2 separate regions of the Mustela erminea genome follow, and region 2 is linked to region 1. Evidence: chromatin contacts called from public Hi-C data. All regions are on one chromosome and are shown on one strand. The core of a region is the stretch at or near the end of the contact, and the rest is flanking DNA. Distances in the headings are between cores, read along the strand shown.

The links. A called contact is a pair of places that touch in the nucleus more often than the background predicts.
Region 2: a contact with region 1 is called in a Hi-C map of fibroblasts, with 3 times the contacts expected there. The contact joins the promoter of ABL1 here to the enhancer-like site in region 1. A contact is called at or near these places in 2 of 3 Hi-C or Micro-C datasets (fibroblasts and spleen).

The regions. Positions count from the first base shown.
Region 1 is chr12:5,192,029-5,197,244 of mMusErm1.Pri, reverse strand. ABL1 (tyrosine-protein kinase ABL1) reads left to right here. Exons shown (of 11, transcript XR_004277661.1): 4 at 1,300-1,572. Among named protein-coding and RNA genes, the nearest start is that of QRFP, 25 kb to the right of the region's middle. Within about 2 kb of position 1,699, the one cell type or tissue checked has open chromatin away from gene starts, as enhancers often do. A contact at or near this core is called in fibroblasts, where this site is marked.
Region 2 is chr12:5,307,342-5,312,388 of mMusErm1.Pri, reverse strand. It overlaps ABL1 (tyrosine-protein kinase ABL1), which reads left to right and starts at 2,849. Exons shown (of 11, transcript XR_004277661.1): 1 at 2,849-4,475. EXOSC2 (exosome complex component RRP4) reads left to right here. Exons shown (of 9, transcript XM_032308736.1): 9 at 1-1,232.

The sequences.
Region 1 (5,216 bases), core at 450-2,949:
TTAATTTTTTTACTAACATACAATGTATTATCCGTGGAGCTGTCATTTTTAATGTTGCCCCCCACCTTCCGCAGTCGCTGGCTGCCCTTCTTGAGTTAGAAGGTTTGGTTACTTGCTGTCCCCCTGGAGCCTGATGTCCTGTTTGGATTTTAACGTGGAATTGTTTTTTTGCAAAGGAAGCATTCCCTCACCACTTCACTGAAACAAACCAAAAAAGAAAAAAAATAGCTGTCCCCATCCACGCTTGCTTTCTGTTGGCCTGTCAGCCTGCTCCCGTCCCTCCCTCCTTCCGTGGTGCATCCCGCGAGAGTGACAGGTGCATGACTCTGTGCATGGGATCAGAGCCCGCTGTAGATCTCAGAGGGAGGCTCGCTTGCGCTGGTGTCTGAAAGCCCCTTTCCTGACTCCCCCACAGTAGAGGAGGCTGTGCGGCCCTAGTGTGGCCCTCCAGTCCCCCGCCCCCCACACTCACCCCTGCAGTGTGCTGACAGGGCATCCCACAGGGGCATCCGGCTGGGGTCTTCGAGTCTGGGCTGCCAAAGCTTTTTAGCCCAAATTGAGGATGTGAGAATGAGAAGAAGATTGATGTTTTGTTTAGTGATTTCCATCTCTGATGACTATGTAGTTCTGGATAATTATATAATTATAAATAATAATTAGAGGTTTTAGGTAATAAGCATAATGATTTTTTTAAAATTTGCTTTCTTTTTTAATCAGCAAATAGGTACTAAGTTGTGTTCTTCACTAATTTAATCACCGACTATTTATTGAGTACATATTACGTGCTGTGTATTTCTTATTCTCCCCATTGGGGACACAGGATTAAAACAACTTAGGGCTCTGCTCTCATGAAGCTGACATTCTAGGAGGTGTTGACAGTAAGTAGTCGACCAAATAAGCAGGATAAGTACAATGCAGAGAAGTAAGAGAGGCGATATGATGACTAGTGCTAGGTGATGACCAGGTCAGGTGACTGCAGTGACATTGACATTTATGCCAGGCTCAGGATGGTAAGAGAGAACCAGGAATGTGGTGATTAGGTGGCTGGAGGATTTCAGGCAGAGGGAGCAGCAGATGCAAAGGCCCTGAGGCATTTTGTTACACCTTCTGCTTTAGCAAGTAAATTACAGCATGTGTAGAGAAACACAACATGGGTGGTCTTCTGCACACTGCGTCCTGCGTGGAGAGCCGTCTATCTGAGGGGTTGCTGTGCACTGACAGGCTCAGCAGAGCTGGTTTATCAGAGTTGTTCGGGTTTGTGTGCGCTCTGCGGGCTGAAAGCTGTCCTGTTTCCCTCAGCTCTACGTCTCCTCAGAGAGCCGCTTCAACGCTTTGGCTGAGTTGGTTCATCATCACTCGACTGTGGCCGACGGGCTCATCACCACTCTCCATTACCCGGCCCCCAAGCGCAATAAGCCCACCATCTACGGCGTGTCCCCCAACTACGACAAGTGGGAGATGGAGCGCACGGACATCACCATGAAGCACAAGCTGGGCGGAGGCCAGTACGGGGAGGTGTACGAAGGCGTGTGGAAGAAATACAGCCTGACGGTGGCCGTGAAGACCTTGAAGGTAGGCCTGGGCCTGCTGCGGCTAGATCCAGCCCCGCCCTTGCCCGCTTGCGGCTCTCTCGGTGGCCTGCCCCTGCGCTCAGGCCTGAGTTGGGTAACCGGTGCCCAGGAAGTGCCTCTGTGGGCCTTTCTTCAGACGGGTTCAGCCCCTCTCCCCGACTCCATCCGTGTGCCTCCATACAGTGAGAGCCAAGAAGGGCTGTGGTTTTTCGTGTAAAAAGATGAGTCATTTGGAGAAGTGTTTTCATTATATGGCAAGATTCTTTTAAAGCCGTGGGTTTCCGTTCTCTCTGTGTGGCATTTGGATCACTTCCTATGAGAGTTAAAAGGAGGAAAAAAAACTAAGTTTTGAAAGAAGGGGATTTATTTAACCACAACGCATTTGACTGTTCTGTGGATTTTTGTCGGCAGATTTGAAAGGCAGAGCATTGGGTGTTTTAGCAGGTTCCAGTTCTGTGTGGTGTGAGTGCAGGCCTCTGGAAATGGAGGTGTAGAAAGGCCTGAAGGAAGCGTCAGGGCTCCCTACTGACTCAGGTACCAGAGGGTCATTCTTGTTAACTAGGACTTTTCGCCCTTTCCGCTCAAGCGTGGGGTTTGTAGTTTTCTGGCGGATTTGATGTCCTTTGAAATCTTGAGGAGGCTCAAGCACAGGTTTTGCTTGCGACTGTCTTTGCCTTCCACATGTGAGCTGAGCTTTTACCCGTGGCCAGAGCATCCCCTAGTGTTGACCTACGCTATTTTCACTTGCTTTAAAGGAACAATTACACTGACAACGTGCACAGGGATTGAGAGAGGAGGCAGTCCTGTAGCCACTGGACAAGAAAAAGAATGGAAACATCCATGACTGGGAGGAAGGGATCCAAGTGTGTGCACACACTTCTGTGGAGTCTGTGGGGTGCACACTTGGAGACCCCTGGAGCCGGATCACCTTTTAGGGCTTCTGTTACTTCCCTGCTGCCTTTACTCAGAGGCACAGTAAAGTGGAAATTACGGGTTCTGGTTGACGTAAAGTGACTCTTCAGAGAAAGGATTGTGTTCTTTAGTTCTAGAAACCAAGGGTGGCTTGCTTCCTGGCACTCTTATTGATTGTGTCCCCTTAGATCAGTCCTTTGGGCAGGACTGACACTTGTAGGTTGCGGAGTGGGGGTAACGTGGTTTGGGATCACCTTGAGGACTCCTGGATACTTTCCAGGCATGATTTTTTAAAAACACAATAAGCATTTATCGAGTTCCTTTCTTCTGTTTGCCTGACTTTGGGCTTAACCCTGAGATTGTGAAAATAGACTTCTTTCCTTCAGGCTAGTCGAGGTAGTGGAACAGTGTAGCTAGGAGGAGAAATGGGCACTATGACAGGAACCGCGGTGTGGTGTGGTAGGTGCCAGGTTAGAGGCAGGAGCGGGGTGCTGTCACACCGCCTGGGAATAAGGTTTTGGCGGGGGGAGTTACTGGTGAGCTCTCCTTGGCAGGGAGAGAGCACGAAGGAGACCATAAGTTGGTGCCATAGGGGAGGAACAGGAGTTGGCGGGGGGAGCGGAGGCCTGGACCGAGGCGGAGGGTGAAGAGCCTGTGCGGTTGCAGAGGGTTTGAACCGCCTGAGGAGCTGGGATTTTATCCGGGAGACAGTGGGGTGCACTGGGTGCACAGATGATTGGATTTGCACTTCACAAAGGTGGCTATGTTGGCGAGCCATAGGAAAAACGAAACAGCCCTTGTCCCACCTCCGCCAGACCAGGTGAGGCCGGGGAGAAAGGCATGTGCTCATGCTCCAGCAGCTCAATTTGGCACTGGACTGAAGAGCAGCCCCGGCTCTGGGTCTTGACCAGCTTGAGAAACTGTTAAAGGCCCAGGCAATACCCACACATTTGCCAATATTTGCAAAAATGAAACAAGAAAGAACAGAAGCACAAAATACACTAGGTTTCCATCCAGGGAAGGTGTGTCTGAAAGCTTTAGAAAGAGTGAGAGTTTGCACAGCTTGAAATGTGGGGGAAACACAGCCCAGCAGCGGATACTGTGGTATTGTTTCCTGAGCAACTGAAGATGGCCATTCCGGAGGAGGGACCCCTCCTGGAGGTCACTGGCAGTGGTGGCTTTCTTATACCAGTGAATCCCAATTATTTGGAAGTTGTGTGCATGTTAGAATATATTTCTCTAATGTATTATTAAACTTTTATTATACTTTTAATGGTTTTCCCCAAGAGCTTTATTAACTTTATGGTCCCACAGTTGGGGGGAAAAAAATTACAGAATCTAATTGCATGGATTTCTGGGAGTCGTCACCTCTGCTGATAGCTAATTAGGGAAAAGGAAATGCATCATATTCTAGAGATGTTTGTCAACCCAACATACGGTAGGAAGCAAATGCTAAATAAATTACCCCTTTTTTTGCCTCCCCTGCACAAAGCTCATCTCTACAGTAGGTTTCCCACTTGTCAGATGAGATCAGTGTCATGGTAGGTTTCCCACTTGTCGGATGAGGTCGTGTCACGGTAGGTTTCCCACTTGTCAGATGAGGTCAGTGTCACTGTTCGGGGCATTTGTTTCCACTGGAGACGTTGAGAACTTTGGGTTCTAAATGACAGTAATGGCTCATCCTTATTGAGCTCTTGCTACGTGCCCGGAAGGGTGGGACACTCCTTCTGTAGCCTCTCCTTTAATCCTTTCAACCACCGTAAGGGAAGGGTCCTCCTGTGCTCACTGCTTGAGGAAACTGCACTGGAGGGAGGCAGGGGAACTGACCCAGGCGTCCTGCCTCAAAGCCCAGCTCCTTTCCTCTTTCCTTAATTGTCACTCTGCTGCTTATTCCTCACACACCATGAAAAACACACAAACCACAGTTCCGAGTCCTAGAGATCCCCTTCCCTGCCCACACTCACTTGCCCTTCGGCTACAGCTGGATCTTCCATTCTCTCCAGGACCCAGCGGGGCACCTGAGTCTCCGTTGTCTCCTTCCCCCTCTGCCACCTATTTTGTGTTGCTGACCCGTCTTGAGGCGGCCCAGGAGGCAGCAAAACCGTGCTTTAACCCGGGCTCCATAGTGATCCACCAGGCCACACTGGGTCCTGTACCGTCTGGGCCCGAGACCAGAAGAGACTGGGAAACAGGAGTGCACAAGGCTGCCCTCTATGGGTGGGAAACTGGAATTAAACCAAAAGCCTCCTGAAGGGAACTGCTGGTTTGAGTTCTGACATAATTCAACAGGTCCTAGGCTTACCTTTACCTGTGTATTATCGGTATCACAGGCGGGACGTGCCTAAGAGAACCAGCTGTCCAGTAAAGAAAGCCCCACATTTCAGATGAGGTGTATTCCAAAAGTCTGTTTATAAGTCCTTTCCCCACCCCCATGAAACAGTTCTGGAAGTCATAGAATTTGGGGGAGACTACTGTTGATCTAGTGGCATTAGGATAGACTCTTAAGCTACTGACAGATTTACCATTAAAGTAGTGGGAAGTGACATTGTTGAAAAATGTTAAGACTTAAAGTTGTACTTGGTTCTTTACCTCTTTTTCAAATAGGTTAATATACGCACATAGTGTCCTGCCTTGATTTGTGTGACTTTCCAGAAAAGTCTGTGGGGGGTATCTTTCTGAACCATGTGGCAGCATGCTGTCGACACGGCCCCGTGCCTTCTGGTGCCCGCATAC
Region 2 (5,047 bases), core at 1,600-4,099, 110 kb before region 1:
AGAGAAATGCAGATGGGAACAGAAAAGCTGTCTTCCTCTTGTGATTGAAGTAGTAATGCATTAATTGTGGAACAATTCAGGGTTAAAAACAGGAGGTTGACGTTCTCACTGAGGCATGCTAGGATTCCCAGGCATTGGCTTTCCTAATGACTAGAAACGGTACTCTCAGGTTTGGGAAAACATTTTTTTAAAGGCAGGCTATGAAGTGCTGTCTTATTTCACAATATGTGAATATTTTTTCTATATTTATAAATGTGGTATTAACATCACTGTTTCTGTCCCCATGCCCTGTGTAATACTTGGGAGTGTAGCAGGTATAAAACCTGACAGAGGACTTTAAACTGCCCTCTGGGTCATCCAGTGAAGTGTAAGCCTAGCATAGTTTCAGTGGTTGCGACTTTGAACCCTGCATTTGACACTTTTGAAATACAGCTCGGCTCTTTGTTACTGGTATATTTCTTGTCCTTATAACATCACTCGAGAGCTACCATTTTAGACAGCTGAATATTCCATAGGCTGCGGTGCAACCGTAGATTGGCTCCCTTGGCGTATTTTTGAGAGCACATGCTGGGCTGTATACCTCTTAGGAGCAGGGAAGGAGAGGGTGGGAAGTCTCCGATTTGGTTTAGTTTTGACTGGGATCATTTGTGAGCTCTCTGAAAGTTTGTTCTCGCTTGGTCTGGTCTCCCAAGCTGCCAGCCTGTGCTGTTCATTCAGTATATCCGGAATGGCAATTTACCTGCCAATGGGAATGATACTAAGAATGGTCTGAAAGCACCTCTTGGGGATGATCTACTCTTCGTGGCCCACTAGGGGGCGTGCTTGCCGAGTGTTAATTCCAGTGGACGTTTCAAAAAGGAGGGGAAATTTTTACACTGGCACTGAATCCAAGTAGCAACTTGTGATTGCTTTGCTTCATAAAACTGAGGACAAAATTAGACAGAACTGAGAATATGTGAACTTAAAGGGATTTATTCAACATCTAGCTACGTTGATATCTGGCATTTGCTGGGCTCTGCATTTTAGTTTTTTAAGTCCTCAGAAGTGTCATTCTACAGTGCTATGCAGGAAGTTAAAGGGTATAGTGCATCTCTAGAAAATACTGCATCTAGGCTTGGGATTCACCAATCAGACATTGGTGAATGGAAAGTGGAGATTGGGGATACACCTTTAGATCAGGTCCAGGTGGCCTCTCCATTGTCCCCTAAAGCATCATCTCAGCTGGAGAAGATGATTTGATAGTGAGCAGATAGGACCTCCACTTAGAAATGAAAGAAACAAAGAAAGCGGTATAAAGAAAGTGACTTGGTTAAGCTCCTACTGAGCTTGATTATGAGTCAGGAATAGACGTAAGCATTAGGTATGAAGCAACCCTTCAGAGAATGGGTTGGACCGATGGTGAACGAACGTGGGTCCAGAAACTCTATTTCCAGCATTGAGACTGGTTCTCGATGGGTGATGGCCAGGAAATGATTAGAGCATGAATAGAAAGGCAACAACATCTCTAAGAAGAAAAATCAGGACAAGATCATGGGTGAGTAAAGGGAACCAGGGTGTCCGATGCTTGAAGAATGAAGTAGCATTTATATCAAGTCAGGACTAAGTTCGCCGGCCAGGTTCTTTCACCAGAGGGCAAAGCTAAACCAACTCACACTTGAATTTGTAAGTTTGAGTTCTAAATTTGGGAACAAGTTCTCAAACGTGTCACATTCAGTGTGTCCCATGACCATTCTCAAAGCCGCTATCTACAAAATGACTACCATTTCCCCACCCAGCGGAAATATTCATAAAATATGTAACAATATAGTAACAGGGTTACAACACCTATAATGTGACTGTGGTTTTCCCTGAATAGCAACTTCTGAAAAATCAGTTGTCCAACGTGGCCAACAGTTGCACAGTGCAGTGGGAAAAGCATGGGCTTTGCAGCAAAATCGATCCGGGCTCAAACGGTGATTTGGTCACATGCTAACTAGGCAAGTGACCTTGAGTAAGTCACGTCTCTGAACCTTTAGCTGTGTAATAGGGAATAAAGGGGCCTGCGTGCTTTTTGCAGATCACAAGTGTGTATTTGCCCTTGTCTGCATCATTGGTTAGGCCCGCTAACCCAGCAATCTGCATTTTCTCGCCTAAGAGGGTGTTCTCACGCGCATACATGTGTATCTGTGAAATGAGGTCGTTTCATCTTAAAGGCTCTTTCTAGGCAGACATCTATGCCTGCGCCAGGCTTTGCCTGCGAGAGGTGCTTTACACACGCTGTTTCTTTAATGAGTGAGCCTCGGGATAACCCAGAGAAACAATGAATTCGAGAGCAATATGTCGGATGCTTCCCAGTCATTTATTTTTCGCTAGTTCTAATATTCACGCTTCTTGAGGAAAAGGTGAAAATTTGGGGAAGGAGGATAAGGCACCCAATACCTTGGTTTCCAGGAACGAGCCAAATTTTCTTCCCTAAGGAGGCTTAAGGAAGTAATCCAACTCCAGTTCCGAGACAATCCGATCCGCAGTTTTCCCCTTGCTTTGGCTCCTCGCCGGTGTCGCTCCCCGCGCAGGAGAGACATTGGCCAGCCCTACGCGAGACCGGCGAGAGTCCACCGGCTCCCTGGAGGGCGGGACCGAAGCTCAGGAGCCGGGAGCAGAGGGCAAGAAATCTCTAGGGCGCGCGTGCAGGGGCGGGCGCCGGAGGACTACAACTCCCGGCACACCCTGCGGCTTGCGCCGAATGCGGTTGGCTGGGAACTCCGGCCTCACTGCCCTCACTGGCCAATGGGACGCAGGAGAGAGACCTGACCCGGATTCTCAGAGGCCAATGGCCGTACAGGGGAGGCGGGGCTTCCTTACCACTCACCTTGCGCTAGGAAAAACCACATTTAAAAGGTCGTGCGGTGCCAAGTTCTGGCGGGTAGGGAGACCAGAGGCAGAAGGCGCGGCGGCATCCCCGAGAGCGGTCCCGGGAGGGCCCGGGTCCTCGCGAGGTGCGCGCCGGACTTCGCCGGGGGCGGGGTCAGGGGCGGGGCCTGGCCTCGTTGTGGAGCGGCTTCTAATCCATCATGGCGGCCGCGGGGGTCGGTGGCCGTCCCTGAGCAGCGCTGGAGCCGGAGCCGGTTCCTGGGTCCTGCGGCTGAGGAGCCCCTCCGTTGTCCACGGCCCCCACCTGCAGGGGGAGGCGGGGTCCCGCGGCGGAGTTCCGGGAATGTGACTGCCTGGCGGCGGCGGCTGTAGCCACGTCCGGAGCCGGGGGAGGGGGTGTCTCGGGCAGAGACCCCCGGGCTCGGGGCAGCTGAGGCGGCCGGGCCTCCTCCCCCCTCCGCCCGTCTCCCGCCTTCGGGGCCGCGAGGGTCCTTCGTCCTGTACAGCCCTGCCCCGACTCTGGGACACTGGGGGTGGTCTCTGTTTCCCCCAGACCTGGGACACCCGGTTTCCTGAGGCGTGGAAGGAGCGACGCCCCCGAGTAAGCCGCCCGTGCCCCGCCCTGGCAGCCTCCCCTTTACCCCCCCAGCCGCCCTTTGCTCCGTCTCGCGGCCCCTCGTTTGGCCACGGAGCTCCCCTCACCCCCCATTCATATCCCTTCCCTGCTGTCAGGTGGCCTCCCCTTGCCCCCAGGTTGCTCCCGGGAGCCTCCAATGCCCTGACTTCTTCCAATGTCACCTACGGTCCCCTTAGTCTCAGCCCAAACAAAAACTTTAATGCAGAGGAAAAGTCTGGACTGGTTTCACAGGCCTTTTAAAAAGCGGACTTAAAAGTTGCTGGCAATGCATTCCTTCTCGTCCGAGTCGAGGGCAAGCTCTCGCTGAAGTCTGGGTGACCCGTGTCCTTTTCCGGAGCGCACGGCAGAGAAGCAAGAGCGGCAGCTAGCTGGGCAGGAAATTTGTCGGAAGATGAAGAAACCAAGATAGGGGGTGGGTGACTTCCACAGGAAAAGTTCTGGAGAAGCATCCAGGGGCGATCAACATTTCCTTCGTGGTGTGGGAATCGAAATGACTTTAGTGTGACTTGACCCTTTTACAGCATCCCTGTGAATGTTTTTCTTCTTGAAAAGACAGAAGCTTACTCAGCCAGTAAAAGACACTTAAACTCGAGCAACTTTTGAGTAGCACTGCAATGACATTACTTCGAACGGATCAACTGCAGAAGTAATCGGAACTCCTGTTTACATATGTCAACCTAAAACTCTGCTTCCTTTAGTTAGGGAAGATGTCTTTTTGCGATTGACCTCAATTCCCGACTGGTGGAGATTCCGTGAATGTGAAATCCTAAACATACTGTTTCCTCCTAAGCCCGCTGACCATTCTGGACGATCTCGAACCCTCTTCTGGAAAGGGGTGCCTATCATTACTTTATGGGGCAGCAGCCTGGAAAAGTTGTTGGGGACCAGAGAAGGCCAAGTTTGCCTGCCCTGCACTTTATCAAAGGAGCAGGGAAGAAGGAGTCATCGAGGCATGGGGGCCCGCACTGCAATGTTTTTGTGGAACACGGTGAGTGCTTTTCAGGCTTTCTGGTCGTTGTTTCCTCGCGTCTTCAGCCTAGGAACGCATAAGGGACTTGTGGGCAGCGGCGCTTGTGTCCAGCTGTACTTAAAACTTGTGTTACTGTAGTTTTCTCTTGGTTTGTGGTGGAACTTTCTTTGTATAAGAAGTTACCTAGGATCTCTGGACGGCTTTATTCAAAATCTCTTCGGGTTGCTTATTTCTTGCCTAATTCCCCTTCTAACTCACTGTTGACCTTAGATAAGCCATTTTACTCTTCCAGTTTCCTGAGGAGATTGGACTTAAGTGCTTTCTCGGGATCAGAGTCCACGATCCTGCTCGGAACCCAAGGCTTGGGCTCTACCCACGGTAGAGCTTCATCCACAGAGAGCTTTCGTCATATGCTCAGAGTGGCTTGTGTTCCCCAAAAGGTTAAGAACCACAGATCCCAGCTGACACTAATATCCTTGACCTTTCCAGTCGTAAGTAGGACATGAAAATACCCACTTCCGGAGCTACGTGGGGAAGACTGAGTAGGGAAGCAGCGGCCCTTGTGAATTGAGGATACCCACCTTCTGGTT